Regions from separate parts of the Mus musculus genome. Here regions 2, 3 and 4 are each linked to region 1. The links are chromatin contacts, called in public HiChIP or PLAC-seq and promoter capture Hi-C maps. All regions are on one chromosome and are shown on one strand. The core of a region is the stretch at or near the end of the contact, and the rest is flanking DNA. Distances in the headings are between cores, read along the strand shown. Region 1 holds the start of Tm2d3 (TM2 domain containing 3). Region 2 holds the start of Mcee (methylmalonyl CoA epimerase). Region 3 holds the start of Adamts17 (a disintegrin-like and metallopeptidase (reprolysin type) with thrombospondin type 1 motif, 17). Region 4 holds the start of Ttc23 (tetratricopeptide repeat domain 23).

Region 1 (2,871 bases), core at 50-2,549:
CTTGCCTGGAGTTGAACCACTGCTTTCCTGGGGTGTTTCACTTGTATGTTGAATCGAGTATATTTCTGATTTTTTTTTTTTTAAATCAAGACTGGGTTTCACGATGTAGTTCTGGCTGGCCTAGAACTCACTGAGATTTGCCTGTCTGTGCCTCTGGACTGCATTTCTGATATATTTAAATTATTTTTATTTTGTGTGCATGGGTATTTTGTCTGTTGTCTGGGCACTGCAAGAGTGTCTTGTGCTTATAGAGGTCAGAAGAGGGTGCCAGATTCCTGGAACTGTAGTTCTGGGTGATTGTGAGCCGCAGGTGGGTGCAGGGAATCAAATCTAGGTCCTCTGGAAGAGCAGCCAGTGCTCCTAACTGCCGACTCAGCTCTCCAGACCCTGTAGTTCCGATTTCAACCTTATTGTCTTGGCACTTAATTAAAATACCGTTATGCCAAAGAGAAATTAGTTACAGATTTATTTCACTAGGTGCAGCAGAATTCAAATTAGATGCAGAGAAGCATCAGTCTTTGATATATTATTGATTCTCCTGAACATGAAGAGTGAAGCATCATAGATGAAACCAGTGTGAGGGTGTAGGGTGCGAATTGTAACCATTTTTAAAGCTAACATTTACTGCAGGATTGTTGTGCGCCGAACACCATTTCATGTACTTTTTCACTTATCAGATGTGCAAGTGGGAATTTGGGGACCCCAAAGTGCAAGTCAACAGAGAGAGACATACCAACAGCATGCTTCCTGAAGTATATGCCATAGAAACAACGTAGGTTGCAGAGAGCAGCTCCCCCTCCTCGAGGTTGCTCTCCTGGCCAGTTTGGGGTTGGACTCTGCTCCTACGTGAAAATTCCACACACTTGGCTCTTGTCCCAGGCCCTGAGACCTAACCTGTTTTTCCAGTCTCAGAGGAACTCTAAACTCCGCGTGTCCCCCAACAGGCTGTGGTAAAACCTAAGGCAGGAGCCCTGGGTCCTGGTGCATGGGACTCTTGGAGCTGCTTCCCTGGCTTCATGGGTCAGCGGAACTAAAATGGGCTAACCACATCGCATCACAACCGTTTCCCAGACTCCCAATGGAAAGAGAAGGGCATCTCTTCAAAGGCAGTGAGGGGCTATTCTGGTCCGAGCTACTTCCTGCTGCTGCGGGTCCCCAGTTTCATTCATTTCCCTTGGCCAACAGCACTCAGAGCACGGCGACAAGGAGACCACCCAACCTCCGAGCTGGGAAGCAATGACACCCGCCGGCGGCGCCCCGCAGCAGTGCGCCTGCGGGCCGCGCCCGGACACGCCCCCTTCGGCGCGCCCCCACCACAGCCCCGCCTCCTGGCCCGGAAGTGCGCACGCGCAGCGACAAAAATGGAGGCTGCGGCCGAGCCGCTGCGGTCTGTCCGCCACCTGTCCCGCGTGCTGCTTTTCCTGTCCCAGTGCTACATTCTGTCGGGAGATGGTGAGTTCAAGGCTGGGGGCCGCACCGGGTGAGCTGGTGGCAAGGGGGTCCCCGGAGCCGCAGGAGGCCGGCGACCGACGCCTGGGCGCCGCAGCCCGAGGCCGCAGCACTGCGCTCCAGCCCGCCCCGAAAACCGGTGTTCCCTGAGTCGGTAGCCCAGAACCCCAGTCGACCCCGTCATTTCCGTTTCTTGAGCCGTAGATGCCCAGTGCAGCCCCTACCTGTTAAGCACACAAACCAAGGGTATCCTATCCCATGATAACATGCCTTTCTAATTGTAGGATCCTTAAATTTAGAGCATTCGCAGCCGCTGGCTCAGGCAATAAAGGATCCGGGCCCAACACGTACATTCTCTGTAGTTCCCAGGGCAGCAGGTACTAGACGTTTTCTATTCTAGTAAATGTGCATATTTATAAGGAGTAGTTGCCCGCCCCCCTTTGTTTTCGATACAGGTTTCTTTAGTATAAGAAGTCGCCTTTTGGTTTTGGCTGTTAGATGTGGTGTTGTTTAGATATGTAAATTAAGGGCAGACAGCCGCTTTCAGTAGACAGTTTTGGTCTTTTTGAAATCTATGACTTACCTCTTCATCCAGCCTTACAGGACTCTTCGTTTCTGTTTATTTTTTATTTTCCACTCTCTTCCAGTTCTTTAGCCAGTACTGTTTTCCCTTGAGTTAAAAACCAACCAACCAAACACCGAACTCTACAATGCTTCCCTAATGTTATATGATGTGCTGGGTTAAGAAGGTTGGATAGATACCTGGAGGATAATCCGGGTGAGATCGGGCTTTGAGGGATCTTTGTTTCCTCACCTTTGCAGCCACTGTAGTTATCTTGATTTAAGGCCTTTTCAGCCTTGTGATTTGAACCTTCCAACCTCGGGCCACATGGAGATAGGAACAATAGTGGGAAATGGTATTTATAGCGTTAGCCACTTCATGTCACTTCCAAGTATTCCTGTTTTGCTAACTGTCCGCTAGCTCTTTAGGTTCATCTGTTTGGAGTCCTATTATTTCAGGGATTGGACTTGAAACTGGCAGAGGCATTTCACAGATTTTTATTTCGACGTATATACTAACACCAGTATTTTCTAGAATTGGAGGGCTGAGGGTGTTGTCATTTTTGTGGTGGGGGCGCGCCGAAGGGGGCGTGTCCGGGCTTCATTTTTCCATCAGTAACTTTTGCTGGAAAGGACATTGGATTGGATTTGGAGAGCTGTGTGTTCTGGTTCCAGTTCTGTCCAACATGTCCTCTGGTATTTTGCATAGACTCTGCCTTATCCAAGCTTTAGTTTGTCCTCTGTGCTAATAGCTCTTGGGTCTGACCTGGGCCCACATTGTCTCTCAATGAGCACTTATAGTTTTCATGGCCATGTGGGAAGCAGGAAGGAGAGACGTTTTACTAATCACACCAGTTAGCA
Region 2 (2,935 bases), core at 341-2,840, 1.3 Mb before region 1:
GAGGGGGTAAGGAGCTCTATTTTGGACACAATGAGTCTGTGATACTGTTGCTAAGATTTTCATTATAAGTCAGAGTCATACGCAAACTTTATATGCCCCAGTACAGGGGAATGCCAGGGCCAAAAAATGGGGAATGGGTGGGTAGGGAAGTAGTGGGGAGGGTATGGGGGACTTTTGGGATAGCATTCTAAATGTAACTGAGGAAAATACGTAATAATAAAAAATATTTAAAAAATAATAAGTCAGAGTCATAATTTTACAGAACTTAATCAAAGTGCTGGGAAGAAAGAAGTCTCTCCTATTTTTTTTAAATTTATTTTTCTTTCCTACAAAGCATCCCAATTGCAGCCTCTTCTCCCTCCTCACCTCCTCCAGATCCACAGTACTCCTCCGTTTCTCTTCAGAAAAAGTAGGCTTCCAGAGATATCAACCAAACACAACCCCTCATTTCAAGGCAATCCGGCAGGGGTACAAGAGCTCCAAGAGCCTACTGCCACTGCTACAAGTTCCACAAAAATCCCAAGCTTAACAATCACAATATATATGCAGAGGACCCAGCGCTAACCAGCGCAGGCTCCTTGATAGCCAGTAAAGTCTCTGTGGGCCCCTCCCTGAGCCCTGGTTAGTGGATTCTGTGGGCCATGTTCTTGTGGTGTCCTGGGACCCCTATGGCTCCTACAGTCACCCCTCCTCCCTCTTCTGCGGGCTTCTCCGAGCTTCGTCTACTGTCTGGCTGTGGGTCTCCACCACAAGTCATGAAAATGCATTGACAAGCAACAAGTACGTACTTTCAGTGTGTATTTTGGGGACAAATTCAGAAAGCATATTCCGCCCTCAATGAGCCTCTCTGGACGCGAATAACTGGGCTTAGTGCAATAGCCCACAACTAGGAAATCTGCACCGAGCCGCTTTTACTTTTAGCATTTTGACAGGCCAACGGAGCAAAAACTGTCTGAAGTTGGGGCTAAGCGACCTGTACTTTCCCTTCCTGGCTTTCAGAAGTTGCCATATGCTGGCCCGCCCAGCACCGGTGAGATGCGCGCTGCTCTCTCCCAGACCTGGATCTGTACTTACGTGAGGAAACACTCCGGTCGGTTGGTGGCTTTCCTGATTTCCCTCAGACACCGTTCCAGAGTCTGTCGACGAAACACGCGAGGCGCCATAGCTACACACTACGGCACCACGCGAGTGCTGCGAGCCGGCCGGCCGGCCGGAAGCAGTACGCCAAACACACGCCTTATGCAACCTGAAGCTCAGAGCCTAAAGTTCCGCCACACACAGGTTCCGGCCTATAGCCGCAAACACTTCTATTGGGCATGCGTAGGGGTGGGGCAGACCACCGAAAAGAGCCATTGGTCATCTCAAGCGCCTTGGCACTTTCTCCAAATGTTTTGTATTTCTAAGACCACAGTGGTGTCGCGTGATTGCTTTCTGCTTTTGCATTCGATACAATAAGTATTTTAATGTAACGAAAAAGAAGGTCGCTTCACGCCGCACCCGCCACTCCCCCGCTCGTCCCGCCGTCAGTCAAGCTCCGCGTCTCGTGACCCCGCCCCAGGTCTCACGCCCCGCCCCTTGCTCGCCCAGCTCTCTTCAGCGGTCTAGCTCCCTGAAGGGTATTGGGCACCCCGGACTCGCGCCCCGTCCCTGCCCCGTTTCCACGCCCACTTCAGCTTTGACACGCCCCGGGCCTCAGTCCCCGCCCCCTGCCCACTCTCCCAGTTGTCTCTGCCCTAGGTCGCTGTGCAAGCCTGTAGCTTCTGGACATGAGGCGTGTAGTGAAGGCCGCCGCGTTGGCTGCGGGCGCTACAGGTGAATACGGGGCACCATCAGGGGCTCCGGGTGCGGGGCACGCTGGACGGGAGGCCGCGGGTGGCCAAGGCCTGGGTCTGAAGTGTTGGGCTCCCGGAGCTGCACTCTCTTAGCACGGGAGTTCCTTATTGTCCTCTGTGCACAGGGGTTGCCCTTGGCAAACGTGGACCAAACAGGTAATCTGCCTAGGAACACAGCAAGTCAGGACTTGCAGTAAATCTAGAGGGGACTTGAGTTATTTATTATATGTGTGCTCTAAGAGATAGGAGAAAAGAGCAAAGTGGCGAGTCCTGAAAGTGACTCCAAGCCTGTTTTACACACGTACCACACTAAATGTTTTCATCTGACATGAGCAGGAAAGGAACAAGCGGAAGGATTTGTAAGTTCCTTGAATTCTTTCGACCTCCATCTCTTTTATCGATAAGCAGAATCTTGGTGACAGATGCCCAACTTTCCCGCCTGTCTCACTTTCTCTTCCATTTTCTTCTTTCTTCATGATGGCAGTTACTACCCTCAGTCTGAGATTGTCTACCTGGAAGAAAATATACGGCAGTATGGTTCCAGAGTTACTCTGCTACAATTGTGACAAATCCATTAGCTAGCATGCTTAAAGGGTGTTAGGCGAATGAACTGGAAGGCCTGGAGAGTTCTGTCTGCTCACCTGTGGAAACTAGTCATCTTTCCAAGTCTGCTCTTAGGTTGAATTTGGTTTTTGTGGAACCCTCTAGCCTTTCCAGTCAATCACAAAATTCCTCGTCTGCATTAACAAACAAGTCTCCAAGGCAAAGTCATGGGCCACAAACACCCCACCCCCCCACCCCCCCACCCCCGCGCAAAAAAAATAAATAAATAAAGCTGGGCATGGTGGCGCACACCTTTAATCACAGAGGCAGTGGTAGGTGGATTTCTGAGTTCGAGGCCAGCCTGGTCTACAAAGTGAGTTCCAGGACAGCCAGGGCTATACAGAGAAACCCTGTCCAAAAACAAAAACAAAAACACCTTAGTACTGTGTGTATGTATATTGTAGCAAAAGCCAGAGCACAAAAGTGAAAATGATTTTCTGATTAACAGTTAATGCTGGAGTTTTGCTAATACTCCCTGTTGTATATATGCCGGGTCAAAT
Region 3 (2,864 bases), core at 141-2,640, 1.1 Mb after region 1:
AAAACTGAACAACTCTCAGAAGAAAAACATTCCTGGGCTGTCAGAATAGCTAGCTGCTGTCTGACCACACACACACACACACACACACACACACACTCACACAGGGCTAAGGCTTCTCCTTTTCTTCCTGTTTCCCATGACATGGTTGAGGTCACAGTCAAATTCTCATGGTCAAGTGAGGCAAAGCCCTACTCATTCATAGCCACCAACAGAGCCTGACCCATGCTGCCAGTCACCCGAGGGTGCCAACCGGTGAGTGACAGCCACTAGATCAGAGACTGGCTCGGCAGCACATTCTGTGATACGCCTTTGTGGAGAGCTGCAGACAGCTTACCAGGACAGGGGCACCAAACTTAGGGAAACTCACCAGTGTTTACCTCGTCTCTGGATGCTTTCTGGTAATTCAGCCCTGTGATGAAGTCTGGATCCTGTGATGAGGGGTGAGTAGGGGCCTTTTTGAAAACAAGCAAGCAAACAGACAAAAAGGGAGAGATGAGGAGCCATCTGTGACTGCTGTGGTATCCCTGTGCTCAGTCAGTCCTGCTATCTGTAGGACAATTTTAAAGAGGCCAATGGGATTACCCATAGGGGTCTGCTAGGGATAATATCTGGCTAGATTCTGCTGGAAAATTGAACACTCATTCTGTTCGTGAAAGGCTGGGTTCAAGTTCAGGCTCTGCCTCTCAGCTCTCCAGGGTCCTGCGATGCAAAGCGCAGCTAATATACCTCCCTAAACACACCTGACCTAAAGTCAGGATCACAGACACAAGACACGGCTCTGACAGATACTAGCTGTCCAATTTAAGCAGGCTCCTTACATTTCCTTTTTCTCAGTTTCCCAGTCTTCAGGGGAGTGTTATTATGCTCTCACCTTCTTGGATTCTGTGAAAGTATAGACTGCAAGAAGCCTGCGGGGTGTGGACAAACACCATAGATATAGAAGTCAGGCATGAATTCAGGTGTGCTAGGAACACTGGGCTGCGTCTTTCCAGCCCAAACTAATCAAAAATAGGAGTCACTTCAATACATAGAGATTTTCTTTTTCTTGTACTGAACTGGTTGGTCTGGCCTATCTTCCTAGGAAGCCTCAAAGGTGATCTCCCAAATGTGAACAAACTGAAGACCAGGCTGGTGTCCTCCTGGCTGCTCCAAGATGCTGCAGCTGAGCCGGCTCGCGCCTGCCACCTGGTGTCACAGCCTACCTACTGCCTAGAAACCACGTGTAAGAAAGTGCTTACAACCTAACTACGCACGTTGGTTTCGACCGGCCCTAACCAATACGGACAGGGAAGGCGGGGCAGAGAAAAGCAAAAGCCCAATCACCGCCTACTTTCCAAGGAGAAGGTGGGGCTTAGTATTTACCATGTTGGGTTTGTCCGCAGCGCTAATTACTTTTTCCAAAGGCTGCAGGGCTGCACTCCGGTTGGCTTCGCCGCCTCGCGAGTCCCTGCTCTATCACTACAGTCTTGGGGGCTGCTGGTCCCAAGTACCATGTGTGACGGCACCCTGCTGCCCCCTCTCGTCCTGTCCTTGCTGCTGCTGGTGTGGGGGCTGGACCCGGGCACAGGTAGCGTTCCTAGCTCTCGCGGCCACCTTCCCGGTGCCTTCCCGAAGCATCCCGGCGCCCGGGTGCATAGGTGGACCGCTGACAGCATCCCCTGAGGAGGAGAGTGAAGGCCGCGGCCGGAGAACTGGTCTCTGGTTCCCTCTCGGCACGCGGATGGCGAGCTGACCCCCGGTGCGATCGAGTGGCTTCGCCAGCTTGGAGAGGCCCGGCTCGGGGAGGGAAGGGAGTGCGGGGTCACGGCTGCGCGATACCCACGGAGCCTTGCGAGTCAGCGCCGGAGCGGCCGGCAGCCCTGGTGGCCAGGCTGGTGCTGACGCGTGTCCTCTCTCCCCGCAGCTGTCGGCGACGCGGCGGCCGACGTGGAGGTGGTGCTCCCGAGGCGGCTGCGCCCCGAGGACGTGCACCTGCAGTTGCTGCCGGGAGCAGCGGGGCTCCGGCGGTGGCGGCGACCGCGAGCATCTCCAGGTGGCCATCGAGCAGGGCAAGGAGAGCGCGCCCTGCTACTGCACCTGCCGGCCTTTGGGCGCGACCTATACCTGCAGCTGCATCGCGACCTGCGTTTCCTGTCCCCAGGCTTCGAGGTGGAGGAGGCGGGTGTCTCGGGGCGCAGCGGACATCCTGCCGAGCTGTGCTTCTACTCCGGACGAGTCCTGGGCCACCCGGGCTCCCTCGTCTCCCTCAGCGCCTGCGGCGCCGCCGGCGGCCTGGTATTGCCCGCGCCCCCTATGGGTCTGCCTTGCCCAGTCTGTTACTTCTCCTGGGGTGGTCCCGCGGAGGGCTGGGCGGGAGAAGACCTACCTTCCCATCTCCTTCACTTGGCCCTTTCAGACTGTGCCTTCCTAGGAGAGAGAACACAGGGGAAGGCCTGTTATTGTCCTGGCTTCTGTTGTGTCCTGAACCTGGCCGAGGTGGGGTTGCATTGAGAAATTAGCTATAGCTCACCTAGAGGAAAGAATATGAACCTGTCGTTCCCACTCTGACAGCATCAGCACAGGTGTGTATGTTTTCTGCACGTTATGGGGAAGCTCTAAAGTGTTCATTCCCTGTCTAGGAATGGGGTATCTAAGCACTTCTCTTCTGTCCCTTGAGCCTTCTTACATTAGGAGGGGACCCCAGGCAGGCCATGGTTAGTCTCATTTTTGCTAGCTGAAAAGGTAAGACCAAGAGAGGAACTGTTGTCAGTATCTCTAGTGCCTTACTCTGCAGTAGGTATTTATTTATCTGGATGCTCCCTCGGTGAGAACTGTGCGGTGCTCACCTGTCCCAGGGGAAAGCCCTGCTCTTACTCTTTTTCTTC
Region 4 (2,700 bases), core at 18-2,517, 2.0 Mb after region 1:
GAGGCACTCAGGTCAAGCCCCAGTACCAGGGAAGAAAAGTGAACATTTTTTTAAATGCAGTGCACAGAGATGCAACAACTTTCGATCTTTAAAATTTCCTCTAAGACTTAACTCTATTGTTTGACGAAACCCATTATGTACATGAGGTGTCTCAAATCCATCCCCCGCCCCCCATTAGGACTTACCCTTTGGGGGTTGGAGAGATGGCCCAGGGGTTAAGAGCACTGACTCCTCTTTCAGAGGTCCTCAGTTCAATTTCCAGCAACCACATGGTGTCTCGCAACCATCTAATTAATCTGATGGACTCGGATGCCTTCTTCTGGGTTGTCTGAAGAGAGAGACAGTGTATGCACATACATAAAATAAATACATCTTTTTAAAAACAAACAGAAAACCTTATTCTTTGTCCTTTAAAAAAAATTGATGAGCTTTTGATCAGTCCTGGCTCGACAAAACAAAAACAAAAGGATGTTTGTTAATTTGCATAGGGGCTTCTTGTTAGGCATCCTTATTTTAACTATCCAGCCATCTATCTAATTATCTGTAAGTAAAAATAATATGACACTACAGGTAACTAAAGAATGCTGAGCTCAGGAGAAATAGTATTCCCCCAGGAAAAGCACATCAACTGATTAACCAATACCAAATGGCCAGCCCTGAAAACTCTCTCTCTCTCAACTAACAACAACAATTAAAGAAAAAAGAGGCCATGAATATGAAAGAGAGCAAAGGAGGGCTACATGGGAGGCTTGGTCAGAAGGGAAGAAAAGGGAAGCGATGTAATTATGATTTCAATATACATGTATATATAATACTAATAATTGGAGTTCACAAGAAAAGGAATAATAGAAAACATTTCTGGAGTCAGCTTCTTAGTTTTTGTCTTAATTTTGCACATTGAGGTCCAAATTTTGCTCATGAAAAGTGAATCATGTTAAAATAGCTTTTACTCCCTCTCCAAATTGATGTTAAAATTCCTATATTGATAGTATGACCACTGTTAGAAATTTAGTTGTTTTGCGGAAGATCAATTTACATATTTAAAAAATAAGACTCTAAATGGATTTTTTAAAATATTTATTTATTTATTTATTTATTTATTTATTTATTTTACAATCTCTGGCAACTTTTAACTTCAACAAGTCAGCGATACCACTTTAAGAAAATTCCAAGGAAAAGGCTGCCCCTGATCTAAAATTCCCACCTCTGGCTTCCAGGGATTGGATTACAAAGTTTGACAAACTTCTCTTCTCCACTCCCTATTGGTGAAGAAGCTATCATTCTTTCTTTGGCCTGGAGTTTTGTTAAGTACCGGGTTGCTTTATGGAAAAATGCTGGGTTTTTTTTAGGACGAAACTGCTCTGTTTAGACTTGTCTGTGGTTATCAGGCTGTAGAATCCTTAACTTGATACAGAGGGAGCCAAATTGGCAACTCAGATTTTCAAGAGAACTGTGAAAAGGAAAAGGACTCTCTCTCCATGGGACCGCTAAACTCACAAAGGATTTTACGACAAAGTTGCAGATACTGAGCCTTAAGGAAACTTTCCAGGTGTTTTGTTTTGCTAGTTTTAAAGGAACGTCCAAAGAAAACCAGAGGAAACACCTGGTGCTGAGCGTGGCTGGAGGGAGAGGCATCAGAGCTCTTTTGTCTTTAGAATGAAGGTGGAAATGCAATTCCCAGGTTATCAGTGGAATTTTGTAAGGTAAGTAAAATTAATTGTGGATCATATTTTGCGTCAAAAAAAGTTGTGCTTTGCCGTTATTTGTTGCTTTAATGTGGATTTAGACATTTCATATTTTTGGTTTTTTTAATCAAATGGATAGTTGGGTCTGTGCATTGTAACAGACCTAATATGCAAGCCATCTGCTTAGAGAAGAAAAATTACAGTTGACTTTGAACTCAAATTGGGCAAATATTTGTAAAGTTGAAAATTAAGGAGTGGATTTGCCTATGACCAAGCAAAACCTAATTTTGTGTATGCTATATCAGAATCAGCAAGTGGATAAATTCTCCCAAAAAGAAATCCAGTATTCATGTTCTCAGAGGTACTTTAATTAATATTAAAATATAAAGTTCGGGAATATATTAGAACTGTTTCTTATATTGTCACACTTAATTTGCCTATGAGGACATAAAACAGTAAAACTCCAGAAGTTCACACCAAGGCTCTGGACAAACGGGGCTCAGAGACTTTCAATGAAAGAGTCTACATATTTCTTCTTTTTTAAGATTTTATTATCATTATATGTAAGTACACTGTAGCTGTCTTCAGACACCCCAGAGGAAAGAATCGGATCCCCATTACAGATGGCCGTGAGCCACCATGTGGTTGCTGAGATTTGAACTCAGGACCTCCAGAAGAACAGTCAGTGCTCTTAACCACTGAGCCATCTCTCAACCTGTGATGCTTCGTGCATCAGGAGCTCAGAGCCCTTGGATTTGCAGTAGGCACAGGAGAGGGAAGTAACACTCTACAAGGCTGCTGCGGCCTTGACAGAGCTGCCTCTGATTGCAGCAAGAGGTTCATTGAAAACCATGGTTAAAAAGATAATAATGCTTTATTTAAATAACTTAAAAAAAAAAAAAGCACAGGAATTTACATGAAGAACCAGTCACTAGAATTAAGGAGTTCAGTTGTGGGTTTTCAATATGAAAATTGCAGTTTAAGATTGTGCCAGGGCAAAGGCCAGAGCTTAGTA

The links. Promoter capture Hi-C pulls out the DNA fragments that hold promoters and counts their contacts. HiChIP or PLAC-seq counts read pairs in DNA pulled down with a chosen protein or histone mark.
Region 2: a promoter capture Hi-C map of pre-B cells shows a contact between it and region 1, with 3 times the contacts expected there. The contact joins the promoter of Mcee here to the promoter of Tm2d3 in region 1. A contact is called at or near these places in 4 of 39 promoter capture datasets (the C10 cell line, erythroid cells, liver and 1 more), 1 of 484 Hi-C or Micro-C datasets (CD4 T cells) and 1 of 9 other capture datasets (liver).
Region 3: a contact with region 1 is called in an HNF4G HiChIP or PLAC-seq map of pancreatic cancer cells. The contact joins the promoter of Adamts17 here to the promoter of Tm2d3 in region 1. A contact is called at or near these places in 2 of 39 promoter capture datasets (hippocampal neurons and pre-B cells), 2 of 115 datasets of contacts at active chromatin or transcription factors (astrocytes and pancreatic cancer cells) and 1 of 9 other capture datasets (liver).
Region 4: a promoter capture Hi-C map of pre-B cells shows a contact between it and region 1. The contact joins the promoter of Ttc23 here to the promoter of Tm2d3 in region 1. A contact is called at or near these places in 4 of 39 promoter capture datasets (the C10 cell line, embryonic stem cells, liver and 1 more), 1 of 484 Hi-C or Micro-C datasets (regulatory T cells), 1 of 115 datasets of contacts at active chromatin or transcription factors (astrocytes) and 2 of 9 other capture datasets (adipose tissue and liver).

The regions. Positions count from the first base shown.
Region 1 is chr7:65,692,118-65,694,988 of GRCm38.p6, forward strand. Tm2d3 (TM2 domain containing 3) reads left to right here and starts at 1,300. Exons shown (of 5, transcript NM_026795.3): 1 at 1,300-1,452. The coding sequence starts at 1,362. It overlaps Gm33234 (a long non-coding RNA gene), which reads right to left and starts at 1,325. Exons shown (of 2, transcript XR_391545.3): 1 at 734-1,325.
Region 2 is chr7:64,391,032-64,393,966 of GRCm38.p6, forward strand. Mcee (methylmalonyl CoA epimerase) reads left to right here and starts at 1,591. Exons shown (of 3, transcript NM_028626.2): 1 at 1,591-1,812. The coding sequence starts at 1,767. Mphosph10 (M-phase phosphoprotein 10 (U3 small nucleolar ribonucleoprotein)) reads right to left here and starts at 1,205. Exons shown (of 11, transcript NM_026483.2): 1 at 1,075-1,205. The coding sequence starts at 1,163.
Region 3 is chr7:66,838,345-66,841,208 of GRCm38.p6, forward strand. It overlaps Adamts17 (a disintegrin-like and metallopeptidase (reprolysin type) with thrombospondin type 1 motif, 17), which reads left to right and starts at 1,391. Exons shown (of 23, transcript NM_001033877.4): 1 at 1,391-1,567; 2 at 1,904-2,274. The coding sequence starts at 1,492. Gm33627 (a long non-coding RNA gene) reads right to left here and starts at 1,447. Exons shown (of 4, transcript XR_391554.2): 1 at 1,363-1,447; 2 at 368-452.
Region 4 is chr7:67,646,143-67,648,842 of GRCm38.p6, forward strand. Ttc23 (tetratricopeptide repeat domain 23) reads left to right here and starts at 1,268. Exons shown (of 11, transcript NM_001168475.1): 1 at 1,268-1,703.